2 separate regions of the Macaca mulatta genome follow, and region 1 is linked to region 2. A link is a contact called in public Hi-C data. All regions are on one chromosome and are shown on one strand. The core of a region is the stretch at or near the end of the contact, and the rest is flanking DNA. Distances in the headings are between cores, read along the strand shown.

Region 1 (4,916 bases), core at 149-2,648, 540 kb after region 2:
AGGTAGTGAATGAATGATGGTTGATGATGATGAAGAGGAGGAATCTTTCAGACCCGTTTTTTTCTTCCAGTAAAACTCCGCGAGGGGTTTCTGCTTCTTGAATTTTTTCCTCCCCCCTCCCCCCTTTTTTAGCTTTGCCCCCGCGGTATCTATAATACGATCCTCTCTCTTTAAAGTATTGTTCAAAGAAAGCAGTGAGAAAAATCAAGAAAAAAAATGAATAGTTTGCAAAAATTGGACTTCCTCCCCCCCTTTCCTGGTAGGTATTTTGTCTCTCCCTCTCTCTCTTTCTCGCTCGCTCGCTCGCTCTCACTCGCGCTCGCTCTCTCGCGCTCGCTCTCTCTCGCTCTCTTTCTCTCTCTGGGAGATGAGTGAGTGTCAGTAGGTGTTGGCAGGTTGGCTGCTGCCTGGCTTATTGAAGAGCCTCAGTTTGGCGGCGCGGGTCGGCGGCGGGAGAACGAAATGACGGAACCCGGAAGTCGTGGTGGCCATAGCCCGTCGTACGGCGGAGACACATCCCGGGAGTGGGGAGCGGGAGCGAGGAGGAGCGCGCCGCGCGGAGCCTCTGATATGCAACGAGTGCGATCGGACAGCCCCGGCTGGGGGGGCGGGGGAGGCGGGGGGCGGGAGGGGGAGGGGAGGCTCGAGCCGGGCGGACCCGAGCAAATCAGCGAGCCTGCTCCTCCACGGGGATGGGGAACGGCGGGGGGAGGAAGGGGAGAGTGTGTGTGTGTGTGTGTGAGAGTGTGTGTGTGTGCGTGCGCGTGTGTGTGTTGTGCGCGCGCGCGAACAGGGAGAGAGGGAGAGGGGGAGAGAGAGAGAAGAGGACAGGGAGAGCGCAGAGAGGAAAACTGCAGAAAACCACAGGGAAAGTACGGTACCGCCTCAGATCTTTTCATTTTTTTTTTTTTTTTCAAAAACTTACTTCTAGTTCATTTTCCCATCACTCCCGGCTCCTGCCTAACCGGGTCTTGTCGGAGACGTTTGGCATGGCGCTCTAGCTTTTGTTCCTTTTAATTCCGCGGCCTCCCTCTCCTCTGCCCGCCGATTACAGCACCCCGAAGGCTTCCTGCTAACGTCCAAGGGCAGCAAGCTCTGCAGACCGTACCATTGCCGGGCTAAATTTTTTATTAAGTGGCACTTTCTTTTCTGCGCAGATCCAGCAACCTTGTCAATACTCATTTTTTTCCAGGAACAGAAGAGACCAGCTTAATTCAGAGCACACTCCTTCCCAGCGGTGCGGACAAGGGGCCACCCCGAGAGTCTTTGGGGGCTGCGGCGGAATCGGGAGGGAGGAAGTGAAGAGAGAGTCATTTGGGTCCGATGTAACCAAGGGCGTGTGTGTGTGTGTGTGTGTGTGCGCGCGCGCGCGCGCGCGACGAGTGTGCGTCTCCAAAGTGGATCTTACTCAGAGCTGGGAAGCACAGGAGGGAAAGAGGGGGAGAAAGAAGTTGCCGGGCGAGGAGGAGTGGCCGGCGCTCACAGCCCAGCTTTGTTGTGGTCGCCCGAGGCGCAGCGGCGGGCCGCGGTAACGCCTGCTAAGGGCTGTGTTAATTACACAGGGGCGATTTCGCGGGGTCAGGAAGATGGGGCCAGCTCCGAAAGAACTTTTCCAAAAAGGAAAAGGAAAGGAAAGGAACTACCCCACACCGTTTGGGTGGAAACTAGTTGTTGCCGGTGTCTGGTCCTCCCTGGCCCAAGCTGCACCAGGCTTCACCTCTGCGCCGCTGGTTTCCCGGCGGCCGCGCGTCAATCACGACGAGCCCGGAGTTGGGGGCGGAGCCACGGTCACCCGGCGCGAGCCGCGCAGCCTAGCAGCCCCCGCCGCGCCTCGGCCCCGTGTGGCGCGGCCCGGCCGGGACAGGCGCTGGAAGCGCGCCCTCTCCCCAACTTCTCGCTCTCGCCCTCCGAGTCCCTGGCCCAGAGAGTGGAAAGCGGACTGTTGTTCCCCCACAGCCGCATCCCTCCCCAACTTTGAACCCATTCTGGGAAGTGGAGAGTAGAGTGTCTTCCGCGCGCCGCGTCTATCCGACTTTCCCGCGGAGGGAGGGTGGGGTGGGGGAGGTTGATTAGAGAGAATAAAGTACTGTGTGTGCGTGTGTGTGTGGTGTGTGTGTGTGTGTGTGAGAGAGAGAGAGAGAGAGAGAGAAAGAGCGGGGAGGAGGGCGGGTGGGAGGGCTCTTTTTTTTTTTTGGCCCCCTTTCCATTTTCACTGCTTCACTGTAAGCTTTCGAGCAACAGAAACTAGGCTAAGATTGCAGACTGCAGAGACTCCAAGCGGAGTCGGAGAAATTTGGCCTCGTTTTAATAGGGCTGAGGAATGAACTCGGGAGGTCAATAAAGCCCTCCAAAAATGATGAATGATTGAGCACCTGTGATGATGATAGTGATTACCAGAGCAATTAAACAGTTTGATTAAATGAGCCATCATAACAATGATGTCTGCGGGAAATCGGCCCTCACATATAAAGAAAGATAGTGCGAAGGGGCTGGCAGAGGCGCGGATAGCGCGACGCCAGGGAGAGGGGCTGCGGGCCGCGAGGTTTCTGCCCAGTGGCCCGAGCAGGGACGGCCGGACTCACGGAGCTTCAGGGAGGAGAGTGTAGCCCCGGTTTTCAGCCACTCTTTTTGCCCGGCTTCAAGCCTGCTAGAGCCGACGGGTAGGAAATCTGAAGGTTGGGGGGAGGGTACTTCCTCCACGTACTCTTTTTTTTTTTTCCTAGAAGAACTACAAGATTAAAAGTATCCTTCTTATTTGTTGCTGAGTTGCTCGTCGACATTTAAGAGAAGGTGAGTAAAAAAGAAAAGAAGATGAAAGAGAAAAGAAAAAGTTGGTCTGCAGAATTTTATTTCAATCGACAGGCGAGTTCAGTTTAGCCGGGACCGGGAGGTTTGAGAGGGCGGCGGGGTGTGGAGGGGAAAAAACCACAGTCTGCTCTCGCGGCGGAGCGTTTTCGACTTTGCAAAGCTGTTGATGTTGGTGGGTCCAAGTTCCCGGTGCAGCGCCGCTGGCTGAGAAGTTTGTACTGTTTTTACTCTTCTCATTATTCTTAAATTCAGTTTAGGAATTTAAGTTTATCGTCGCCAATAGGATTATTGTTGTTTCAAATGTCTTGTTCAATAAGTGCCAGTAACGTTTCTTTTTAAAGGAGACTCCTCAGTGTCCTTGATAAACCTTTTTTGTAAAGATCAACTTCACGCGGAACTTCTGCCTTGCAGGGTTTAAACATTCAACATTGCTACCTTCTGTTTCTTTTTCTGTTTTTACAGTGATACTGTAAAGTGAGTTAGCATCTCTATAGCTTTCATTTAAAAAAACTTAAGTCGCATTTCTAGAAAAACGTTCCTTCCCTGGCAGTGTAAGTAAAAACAATTCAGACAGATTGATGATTTCTATATTTTTTCTTTCTTTATTTTCTTTTTCTTTTCTTTTTTTTTTTTCTGAGACGGAATCTCGCCGTGTCGCCCAGGCTGGAGTGCAGTGGCGCGATTTCGGCTCACTACAACCTCCGCCTCCCGGGTTCAAGCGATTCTCCTGCCTCAGCCTCTTGAGGAGCTGGGATTACAGGCGTGCGCCACCACGCCTGGCTAATTTTTTGTGTCTTTAGTAGAGACGGGTGGGGGGGGGGGGTTTCACCATGTTGGCCAGACTGGTCTCGAACTCTTGACCTCGTGTTCCACCCGCCTCGGCCTCTCAAAGTGCTCGAATTACAGGCGTGAGCCATCCCACCCGGCCGATTTCTGTATTTTCAAACAATCGTAAGCTAATAATAAGTTGATTATCCAGTGATAATCTTGGGTTTTACAAAAAAAGAAAAGTTTAAACTTTCTTTTCATGTGTCTTCATCAGATGCAGAAGGCATTTTTAACCTTAACGCCTTTCTCTCTCTCTTTTTCATATTCTTAACGTCTTTTGCATTTTATTGAATACATTAAAGCAAACAACAGGGACAATATGGTTAGGTGTAGGAGGGAGAGAGAAATATGACATTTTAAGATATTGTCAAAAAATCATATTTAACTTCAACGACTTTTAGTTTAAAAAGTGTGAGAGTGTTAAAAGTGCATTCCTACTGGAGGAAATCTGTCTTTTAAAAATTTGCCAGTTGTCTCAGGGGAGAACCCAGAATTTCTTTGAACGAAAGAGATCTTACTTACCTAGTTGCATGTCACTTATGAAACTGTTAGTTTAAAATAGAAGTCCTAGTGTAGTGGATTACACACGAGGAGATCAAGTTGGAGTCGATTCAAGGTATTGGTTCTTGGTCAGTCTGATGAATTCAAAGGACTGTTACCTTTAATCAGCGACTTGCTGGTGTTTTATTAATAGAGCTGAAAAAAGCTCATCTAACATTTAAGAATTTCCTGGTTTCCCCCATCCCCAATTTTCCAGTCCAATAGAAGCGATTCCAAAGGAGTAGAGTACCCGCACTTTCTGATTTCCATCCTGGTGGCATTTTGCTAATGCCCCATTGTCAGCGTTGGCACTCCCACCCAGGCTTCCAGGCTCATCTGCTCTCCCACATTTGGGGTGAAAGGAAAGTAGGTGGGGCAGGCCCGGGAGACAGGCACGAAATGGGGGTCGCAGGAGGTGGCACACACCTCCGTCAACAGTCAGCTCCTTCTGCCCAGGCTGGAAATGGTTTTAACAGGCGGTAAAATTTCATCTTGCGGTGTCAAATTGGGGTCATTTTGGGGTTAGAGTTCTCAGTGTCCGAGAGGAGCTGTCCAGCTGCGTGGGGACTCATTAACTGCAAAAGATCTGTTTCAGTAAAAACAATTCAAAGACAATCAGAAGGCTAAAGACCCTCTACAAATCGCATTTTACAAGTGCCCCAGAACAAATATGGATGGTGAAACCTATTTCTTCAGAATCCCAAATCAGCTACTTAGCTCTGGAGTGGGGGTGGGGGTAC
Region 2 (5,019 bases), core at 1,636-4,135:
TTTAGTTTTGTGTTTTCATTTCATGATTCTACACCATTTAGTGGGGAAATGGTATTGCTGGCTGACTAAGAAACAGTGGGGAACTTCAGGAGTGGAGAGGCAGCTCTAGAAGAAGTAACAGCAGTAGATGAGGGGCATGGGGTATGATGAGAGATGGCAGCAAGCTGGAGGAGGCTAAGGGAGGGAGAAAAGATGCCTTAGAGGAATAATCAGCTTATTCTAGCCATTTTACATTACAAGAAAAAAAAAACAAACCTAAACAACAACTAGAAATTTCTGCTTTTTTTGCTTCTATTTTGTGCCTAATAAACAACATTACTGTCACTGCCAGTGAAAACAGCAACATAACTGTGGTTTTTTTCCCAGCACTAATTCTAAACAATCTACTGGATTTGGGTCAAAATTATAAACTGCCAACATGTTAAAAATAAAAACAGAAAAACAACCCTGGCATTTTACTGAAGGGTTGTGATGGTGAATACAGGACAAGAGCCAGAGAGAAGAGCTGCTATAAAAATAACTGGTGTAACCCACCAGGGCCTGTTGGGGGGGTGGGGGGTGAGGGGAGGGAACTTAGAGGATGAGTCAATAGGTGCAGCAAACCACCATGGCACGTGTATACCTACGTAACAAACCTGTACGTTGTGCACATGTGTCCCTTTTTTTTCTTTTTGTTTTAGAAGAAATAAAAAAATTAAAAACATAACTGGTGCAAACATCCTTGAACTGATGTTTTCTATAAAAATCTGATGGCTGTGAAGGAAAGAGTAAAGTTGGGAAGGGGAAAGGAATGAGGATCAAGTGGTGTCTGCTTATCGTCAGCTAGCTTTCATGTAAAAGTCATGGCAGGGTCAGCAACAAACTAGCCAGGTGGCAACTCCAGGCCACGCTGCCATAAATAAATAGTTATGTACTAATGTCACACAATCAGAGCTAGATGCAAAGCATATGGGAAGAAAACATTCTGATGTAAATATTCAGGAAAAACTCTGGTTGTTCAGTTCAGGATCCACTGTTGGTATCGGACTTTGAGATACCTCAGAAAGTTAAAAGTAGTAAAGTTTTTAAAAACCCAGGCTAAAAGATTCTTTGAAATGTACAATATTCCCTTTAAAAAAAAAAATCCTTAACCTTTGGCTTAAGACAGTGTGACTGTTTGATGTAGTAATTAAGCATTACTGAAAGTTGGCAAGAGCACTGACGCTGGCACCAAATTTCAGGAGTTTAAATCTTACTACTGCTACTTATCCTCATGACCTCTAGAAGTTCCTTAACCTTTTTATGTCTTTGTTTATTCACTCTGTACAAAAGGGAAGAGGAAGATAATAGCAATAGTACCTGCCTCGCAGGAAGTTATGAGGATTAAGCGAGTCTGTGCATGGGGAGCCTGTAAAACAATACCTAGTAAACACCCTGTCCATTTTTATCAAGTAGTCTTACTTAGTCTATTTATTTATAGCCAAAACTGCAGTTACTTTTGCACCAACCTAATATTTCACATAGACTATCTTCTAGACAGCACGTTATGTGATCTTGTATTTGTATTCGCCTATTAATCTTAAAAACAGCCCATGCTCGGGCCAAGTGGCTCATGCCTGTAATCCTAGCACTGTGGGAGGTAGAGGCTGGAGCACCACTTCCGGTCAGGAGTTTTGAGACCAGCCTGGTCAATAGAGGGAGACTTCATCTCCAGAGAAAATTTTTAAAATTAGCCAGGTGTAGTGGCATGTGCCTGTAGTCCCAACTACTCGGGAGGCTGAGGTGGGAAGATTGCTGGAGCCCAGGAGTTCGAGGGTGCAGAGAGCCATGATGGAGCCACCGCACTCCAGCCTGGGCGACAGAGTAAGACCCCATCTCTAAATCAAACATACACAGATAAAACACCCCCATGAATTAAATCAGTTTTACAGACAAAAGAAATGAGGCTTCGATGGATTCAGGAATTTATTCAAGGAGGTGTATCTAAAACTTCCAACCCAGGCATTAATCCAGGCGAAAAATTTTAAACCACTTACAGGTTCTCTAAAGTCTAAGCACCTTTGCTTTCATTTGCTTAACTTGTTGAAATCAGAAGAGAAACACAACACACGACCTTCTAAGAACCAAAGAGATTTTAGAAAAGAGATTACAGGAGGGACTGATATCCCAATAAATCGCTTTAGGACAACCGAGATCCATTCATAATATGTATGGAAAACAAAAAAAGATTGGCTCATTACTCCAAATATTTATTGAGCGCCTACTATTTTCTGAGAATTGGATTACAAAGACAATAAGATGCGATTTTAGTCCTTAAGCAGCTCACTGCAAGGAGTGAAAGTGACATTCTTTACTGCCGGCTGTTTGATGACGTCGGATTTGTTTCAAGTCTGCTTCTCAAGGACAAAATTGCCTTCCACGCGATGTACAGAAGTTGTAGGACTTCCTCAACACAAGCTAAACTATGTTTACAGCGACCCTAGTGAGTTTTCCTGCTCGACCCACGACAGACTTGGTGGAGTGAAGACGTGGTTTCTCGGCAGGCCGGTCTCCACTCCGAGGAGCGCTCAAACTGGCGCGTTAGGAAGTGTATTCAAATCGCGCGCTCGGGCAGGGGCTTTCGGGGGCTCTCGCTGAAGGATCGCGGGGCACTCATGAGACCTGCCTCCTCGTCTGTGCGTCAGGCCGCCCTGGCTTCTAGTAATTGCGAGAGTACAAAGCATTCCTTGTTGATCCTTTGATCCCAGGTGGGTGATGCCTGGGATACCTATTTGCCCGCTGAAACTCTGGCGCGGCGCCTTTCCAAGGGTGGCTGCTACTTCCTGGTTGGTTTGCCCTTAACTGACATGGCGGCTAGTTGCCTTCGGCCGCACCCACTGCGGCTGCTCAGTAAGCCAAGCACGAGCACTCGGGTGTACAGCCCGCCCCCGCCGCGGAGGTGCCGGTGGAGCTTGAGAGCGGGCGAGTCTCCGCCCCGCTTTTGCAGCTAGGGGTGTGTTTCAGGGGGGATTGGGGCAAACCAAGCAGGCGAGGACCCGGGCCTGTGCCGCTGTTTGCCTATCCCTCATCCCTCGGCACCAAGGCTACTCGAGCCCCAGGGTGTTTTTTCCTTGTTCCCGTCACCTCCTGGTCCCTGGCCCAACATGATACTGACCAAAGCTCAGTACGAGGAGATAGCCCAGTGCCTAGTGTCTGTGCCGCCCACCAGGCAGAGCCTGAGGAAGCTGAAGCAGAGGTTTCCCAGGTAAGTGTCCATCTCTCCCCTCTCACAGCCCTTTGCCTGCAGCAGCAGTGCCTGGGCCGCCCAGGCAGCGCTTGGGAACCACGTGTCACACATTAGTGGGGAGGAACACCAGTGTCAGGCGTTAGGAGGTCAAGGTTGGCGAAAAATGGTTTCTTCTTTCACTCGCCTTCCGCACAAAACTCTTAACGATGAGTGCATGGCAGCCTCCCAAGGCCTTGCAATTAAATTCAAGTCAACAGACATTTATAGAAGACGTGGTATGTGCTAGGTGATGGGTGCACATAGTAGGTGCTTCATAAATGACCAGAGGTTAATTGACAGATACTAGGAATGAATGATGGCTGGGAATATGAATTGTAGATTCGAAAGGAGGAAATGGAGAACCCTTTTCAATTGGCCACTGGAAACAAACAAGGGAGTATAGGGGTAAAGCGGCTTCATACTGTTTGACTGTGGCTTGTATTGTTGACTGTGGAATTAAGTGACCTCAAGGGCTCTCAATCCAATCAGAGAGCAGGGTACCCCAGGGATTCCGCTCTTGGGTCTTTGGCCATTTGAACAACCAGATCTGAAGTTTCTCCATATATATTATATATACACACATTCCAGGTGTATTTCATACTTCCGTCCTCCCCCAAACACTTCTTTTTTCAGCGATTTTAGAATTATCCAACTTTCTAAGAAAGGACTTTGGGAATGATATAGATTTCTAATTTTAGTGAAGTGGAAACTGAGACCCAAACATTACATGAGGAACCAGTTGAGGGCAACCAGGTCACTGTATTTATGTTGTGTTAAAAAGCAGATAATTTTTTTTAAAACTTTTTTTCCTAATGAAAAACCAAATCCAAACCTGTACCGTTTAGTTTTGTGGCGCTGAGCATGGTTATCCCTAATGGAGAGCTTCCCCATCCTTGACGTATTCAGCCCCCAAGCAAACATCACCACAGAAGTAATTTCTTGAGGAAAGAGAGGTTATTGGATAATACGTATTAAAGTACAAATTGAAGCATAAATTTGAGTTCTGTTATGACTTCACTTTTTGAAGGACTTGGTTTTCCCAGTCTGTAAAATGAAGGAGTCTCTTTCCAATATTATCCAGATTTGATTTAGGGCAATATTTATCCCTTTATAGCTTTTAGTATTTTATCAGACTTGCTAAGAAGGAACAAAATTGACATATAATTTAATTTTCTGTCATTAACTCTTGCCAGTTCTGCACATGAACAGTGAAATGAGTAAAGACTAGTCAGCCAAGGGAATAGGTAGATTTTTCTGGGCACTTTTAAGAGAAAGCATACATTTTGATATTCTCCTCTCACTATGTGTGCAATCACTTGCAATTTTGCTTTTCTTTCTCTTCCTCTCCGTCTTTTTCTCTTTTTCTTTCTTTTCTCTAGCAAATACCTTGTCTACATAATAAGTAAGTGTCTGTTACTTTATCAACACTTTTTTTTTTTTTTTTTTGAGAGGGAGTCTCGCTCTGTCGCCCAGGCTGAAGTGCGGTGGCGAGATCTCTGCTCACTGCAAGCTCCGCCTCCCGGGTTCACGCCATTCTCCTGCCTCAGCCTCCCGAGTAGCTGGGACTACAGGCTCCCGCCACCTCGCCCGGCTAGTTTTTTGTATTTTTTAGTAGAGACGGGGTTTCCCCGGGTTAGCCAGGATGGTCTCGATCTCCTGACCTCGTGATCCGCCCGTCTCGGCCTCCCAAAGTGCTGGGATTACAGGCTTGAGCCACCGCGCCCGGCCTTTATCAACACTTATGAAAGGTTCTCTTCCTGTGGGACACCATGCTG

The links. A called contact is a pair of places that touch in the nucleus more often than the background predicts.
Region 1: a contact with region 2 is called in a Hi-C map of liver, with 2.5 times the contacts expected there. The contact joins the promoter of MEIS2 here to the promoter of CDIN1 in region 2. A contact is called at or near these places in 2 of 14 Hi-C or Micro-C datasets (fetal cortex germinal zone and liver).

Annotation. Positions count from the first base shown.
Region 1 is chr7:14,429,619-14,434,534 of T2T-MMU8v2.0, forward strand. It overlaps MEIS2 (Meis homeobox 2), which reads right to left and starts at 1,399. Exons shown (of 13, transcript XM_077938694.1): 1 at 926-1,399. It overlaps LOC106999136 (a long non-coding RNA gene), which reads left to right and starts at 2,220. Exons shown (of 3, transcript XR_001445833.3): 1 at 2,220-2,790.
Region 2 is chr7:13,887,939-13,892,957 of T2T-MMU8v2.0, forward strand. It overlaps CDIN1 (CDAN1 interacting nuclease 1), which reads left to right and starts at 2,886. Exons shown (of 12, transcript XR_013395314.1): 1 at 2,886-3,223.